Linked DNA regions of Gossypium hirsutum: region 1 is linked to region 2. The links are chromatin contacts, called in public Hi-C maps. All regions are on one chromosome and are shown on one strand. Each heading gives the region's core, a stretch centred on a gene start, on an enhancer-like site or on the middle of the called end of the contact. The rest is flanking DNA. Distances are from core to core; before and after follow the strand shown.

Region 1 (2,844 bases), core at 205-2,704, 240 kb before region 2:
ACCAATATTTGAGTAAAGATAAAAAAATCCAATTAAACTAATTTTTCTCTATTTTGAATTTTTTATTTTTATGAATTTTTAATAATTTATTTGATTGAACCAGATGAATTTTAAGAACTGGTGGCTTGACTAATTCAACCACCGACCTAATTCAAAAGAATGAAAAAAAGAATATATATATATATATAAGAAAAAATAATACTTTTTTATCTTTTTTTTGCACATGTCAATTTTTAATTAGTTTTTTTTAAATAGATATAATTGTTCAACTAATGACTCAACTAAAAAAAAAGGACTTTGTGACCAACAAAAAAAATGTTTGTACCAAAATGGGACAATTGTATAGTTTAAATACCAAATTGCAGGTTAATCCTCTTTTGAAATATACTTAACAGTTTGACTCCAATTTAAAAAAAAAATGTAATTTAAGTATCACTTGTGACAAAAAAATTTTAACTACCAATATTAAAATATAGTATAATTTAAATATCAATTTATAGTTTAATCCTATAACAAAAGTACAAGCTTAAAAAGTTAAGCTTGTTTAGTTTGTAAGGGATTCAGCCTCTAAAGCCACTAACATACGGCGACCGTTAGAGATTTTCAAAAAATAAATTTAAAATAAAAAATATAAAAAAATATTTATATATCTCATTAAAAGACCATTAACACGTGGCACAGCTTTAGAGATTTTCAAAAATAATTTTATATGGTAAATAAAATAACATAAAATAAAATAAAAAATATTTATATGCCTCCTTAAAAAACCACTGAAATGTGAGAGGTTTTTTAAAAATAATTTTAAATGCTAAAAAAATTAAAAATTAAAAATTTTAAAAAATATTTATATACCTCCTTAAAACACCACTAACATGTGAAAGAGTTTTAGAAGTTTACAAAAAAAAATTTAATATTAAAAATTTAAAAATAAAAAATAAGTATAATTTTTATTTAATTTTCAAGTAAGAGAAAATGAATAGAAAATTTCATTAAAACTTCTTTTGAACTTAAAGGAATTTATAACAAGTTATTTTATGATTCTACCTTATTTTTATTTATTTTTAATAATAGAATGATAAATAACATTTTTGTTTCTTATTTTTAATAATTTTAGTTAAATTTAAATCTTTTAAAGAAGAAAAAAGGAAAAAAAATATTTATTATTCTCTCCTATTATTCGTTGTTAAGAGTAATAGTATCAAAGTTCGGTGATTCAAACAACGTAAGATACCAAGTCATAGTTGAATTACTCCCAAAGACAGCAAGGCTGAACCACAAAACAAAGGCTAGTTTCAAAGTCAAAGGCTCCCACGTTCCAATAGGTAAACGCTGCACGTATTAAACACGCTGCAATTGGCTGCGCTCTCTACAACTAGCTAGCAGCGTCTTCTCCACTTTGTTCATTTCCCCTTACGTGTCGTCTTTCTCCTATAGTTTTACCACTGATTCTTTTTGTGGGCACTTTGACTCTGCTTCCGTCTCTTCCTATATATACCAAATCACTCTCCACTCACTACTCACAACTCTCATATTCCATACCCTTTACCAAATACCACTTTGATTCTTTTACATATTCTTCTTCAGTTAAACAAAGCCAAACAATTTCAACTTGAACATGGGGAACTGCACATCTAGCTGTTTTATCCAGGTTTCGGACATGGCCAAAGTAATCGATGCTCAAGGGAAGCTAAGGAAAGTGAAGCTCCCTGTGAAGGCAGCAGAGCTCATGCTCGACGAACCTGGTCACGTCATCTCTTCCGTGGAAGAGCTGAAACTAACTCGCCGCGTCGTCCCTATGCGAGCTGAGGATGAACTGCTGGCGGCTAAAGCTTACGTTTTGGTTCCTATACAAAGGGTGAACCGCAAAGTTACGGATGTGGATGTGGCGATCATAGAAGCTGCTTGTAGCGGAAAGAAAAGGGCAAAAAGTGGTGCTAAGGTTTTGCCTGAGTTGAGAGAGGAAGAGAGGCAAGTAGATCCTGTTTTGGCTGTCCCTGGGTGCCGGCAAGGGAATTACAGGCCCTGGGCTCCTGTTTTGGAACCAATTTCTGAAGTGCTTTGAGAAGCCATGCTCGTGCTCTTTGTTGGGTTAGGCTTCCTTCATCAGATTTCCCAAATTCATTGTTCAAAAGTTGGGAGATTTTTAATATACTTGAACCTGTAATTTTGTGGTAGAAGAAATCTAGGACCAGTTCTTTCATGTAATTACTGTTTTTCTTTAAATCCTTGTAGCCTCTCAATTTTGGTTATGAAAGTAATACAATACTGATATCCACAAATAAATCTCATTAGGACATACGGAGACGTCGTCTCCTTTACAGCTACCCTACCCTAGATGATGGGAGCACCAGTCTAAGGGCAACCAGATAAATTTCATCAGCTCCTTCTCCCCCAACAACATGGGACATAGATTCTTCTTTCTTATTCTCTCTTTACTCTTCCTCTATATTTGGTCACTCCGACCGACTAACCAGTGGCTAATCAGTCGGGTGGACCACCTATAACCACCGTCTCTCATTTTGTGTATCAACAGAATTAATCTCCAAAATCAGATGAAAACATGAAATCCTTTCCTAAAGTTAAGATCACTCTCGTTTATTTTCTTTTCCTCCTCGTTTATGGCATACCTACTTGCCATTCTCTAATCCATATATAAATATTGGCTCCATGGTGTGGCAAGCCATATATGTGAGCTATGAAAGCTACGCATATATACTGGGTTTGTGCGAGCTATATATGCATAATTGACCCCTTTCTTTGGCTCATTGTGCGAGCTAGGCATTGGTTCATGTGATTAGTGTTAGCTTTTTTGACGAGCTATATATTGCACACATATGTTGTATG
Region 2 (2,828 bases), core at 203-2,702:
AAAAAAAACTAATATTTTCTTGTCTTTGTATGAATCTGTGTAAAATATTTTCTGTTGTTTGATAGATTTCCTAAAAAATAGTTCATAAAAATTGTTTTCAATGAAACAGACATACATTTGAGATTTTCTTATCTCTTCATTGTTTAATTAAGTTTGTTTTATATTTATAAATTTGTTTTACATTATTTTGTATATATGGCAATGATTTATTTATAATTAAATACATCAAATTAAATATATAATATTACTCAATTATTAAGCTAGAATATTAACAGTCATAAATTGAAAACAACCAAACTGAATAGATGATTCCTAATTTGTGTAATAAAAAAAAAGATTGAATAATAAATTAGCTTTCAAACCACAATTAGTACTACAAAACATTAAATTAATAATATTACCCAAGTGCATTATTAGTAGTATACCACATGATGACTATAATATTTGTTTGAATAATAAATTAGCTTTAAAAAATAGTAGAATAAATATCAAATAAAAGCTAATTTATTACTATTCAATTAGTAGAATACAGGGGCTCAAATCTATGGTAAAATCGTAAAACATGAAGACAAATAGGGGGACGCCATTCTTAGGGCTCCAAGCTTTTAACTTCAAAATTCAAGTAAGTCATTGGTTATTTTCTTGTAATTCTTATAGATCTGAGGTCATGAGAGCTTGATTTAGCTAACTCATGTCCTAATTTGTAAAATTGTTAAAGTTTTAGAAAGTTGCCATTGTTGATTTCTTGAAGTTTTAGGTGTTAAATTGATAGATTTTAAGCTTAGATGTGAGAAATGACTAGATTGTAAAGCTTCATTGATAGTTTCGTACATTAGAGACTAAACTGAATAAAATATAAAATAGACTGTAAAAATAAGAAATAGGAGGTCCCTAATGTATAATAGTGAAATCGTAATTCAATTTGAAGCTTTAAATGGAAAGTTATGTTAGTCTCGATTTTAGGGACAAAATTGAGTAAATTACAAAATTTGTATAAATTGATAATTGAATGTGAATTGGTTGATTATTGATAGTGTTATATATTTTATGTTAATCTGTAGCTAAAGTCAATTGGAAAATGTCTGAAGACATTTTGGTAAACAAAGTCTTATCAGTTTAGAAAATGTCTTACCAAAAAAATTTTGGTAAGACATTTTACGAAAATAATAGGGTAATTTTATGTTAACCATCATATTTTATATGAAACAAACATAAAAAAGACTGAAAATATTTTTTGTAAAAACTTTTATGTGAATCAAAACTAACTTTAGTGACAATTTTTCCCCGAAAATAGTGCAAGTTTTTATGTTATAATACTAAATACTATTTGTATATTTTGGAATGGAGTTGGGCCACACAAGAAAGTGATTGAGCCCATGGTCTTGCAAGAGAAATATTAACTATGGGTGTTTGCTTTATTATTGTTATACCAGCCCATGACATATTATATACATTATTCACATCACCATCTATCTAGCAGGTTACCATGTTGATTAAGTGTACCCAACCATGACAGATAGGTAAAGGCTACGTCTCAAGATCTAACACCGAGAATGGTCATTCTCGTCTATTAACCATTTTTGACCTTAGGAAGGATCTTTTTCTCTAATTATCTACTTCTAATGCTCTATACACTTTTCTCCTCCTTTTCTAGCGACTCGCAGCCTCTCATTACCTTGTCAACCATTGTCTTCCACCTCGTTTTCTTATTTCCCCTTCAACAAGGAGGTTATTAAGGTTGAAAGATTGTTCCGAAGATCATTCATCATTAATTTTTTTCGTGTGGACAAATAGATTCTATAAACTATTTGCTTTTATCTTGCATTTTCAAGGTCTATGAAATACCAACCAAGAGTTTGACATTATTGATATTGGTTACAATCTTTTACGGTGAAATTTGATAATATGGCTACTTTGAATTTAGTTATGGCCATAGTTTATTGGTTTAGTTATTGGAATTCTATTAGGATGGAGGATATACACTTAACTAAGTCCTCATTTTGGTTAGGTTTTCATAATTACCATTAGACTATGACAAAAAAAGATTTGTGCCATGTGTTGGAGAATGATTCAAAGTTAGTTTTTCTAAATTTAGATTTGGTTGTGCTGTGCTTAGTTTGTTATTTTCTTATTTCTTTGATTTTTTGTTACGTTTGTGCAATAGTGTTGCACATTTTTCACGTTAGTTTGTTGTGGTGTAAAGACTATTTATAGGCCTGCGTTTATTTCATTTTGGGTGTGAATAATACAATAACTTCAGTCATTTTGAGTTCAGCTTTTCTTTCTTCTTAAATTTTCTAGTTTAGTATTTTCCTTGCATACAAGTTGTTTGACAATAGTCTTCTGTGATTATTTTTTTCTTACATTTTTGGTATCCGAGCCAGGTTCATTTTTAGTTGGGTGCGCAACTAATGGCGACTAACGACAATGTCGTGAATGTGTCTCAACTGTCGATTCCAGTCTTTAATGGAGAAAACTATGAGTTTTAGAACATCAAGATGAAAACCTTGTTCAAGTCTCAGGATCTTTGGGACTTAATTGAGAATGACTATACCAAACCAGATGAAGAGGCAAGATTAAGAGAAAATAAGAAGAAGGACTCAAAGGCATTATTCTTTATCCAACAAGCTGTTCATGAGACCACTTTTTTGAAAATTACTGCAGCAAATATAGCGACAGAAGCTTGGGGGATCTTGTAGACAGCATTTTAAAGATCCTCTAAGGTAATCATTATAAAACTTCAATCATTTCGTCGAGATTTTGAAACCTTGCAGATGAAATGTGGAGAGTCGGTGTAGGATTTTTTATCCAGAGTTGCTGAAATTGTC

What was found. A called contact is a pair of places that touch in the nucleus more often than the background predicts.
Region 1: a contact with region 2 is called in a Hi-C map of leaf, with 3 times the contacts expected there. The contact joins the promoter of LOC107909990 here to the enhancer-like site in region 2. A contact is called at or near these places in 5 of 34 Hi-C or Micro-C datasets (callus, leaf and seedling).

Annotation. Positions count from the first base shown.
Region 1 is chrA07:27,247,040-27,249,883 of Gossypium_hirsutum_v2.1, reverse strand. It overlaps LOC107909990, which reads left to right and starts at 1,454. Exons shown (of 1, transcript XM_016837719.2): 1 at 1,454-2,279. The coding sequence starts at 1,616. The coding sequence ends at 2,062.
Region 2 is chrA07:27,010,670-27,013,497 of Gossypium_hirsutum_v2.1, reverse strand. No RefSeq gene overlaps it. Among protein-coding and RNA genes, the nearest start is that of LOC107953044, 20 kb to the left of the region's middle. Within about 2 kb of position 1,452, at least 6 of the 9 cell types and tissues checked have an H3K27ac peak or open chromatin away from gene starts, as enhancers often do. A contact at or near this core is called in leaf, where this site is marked.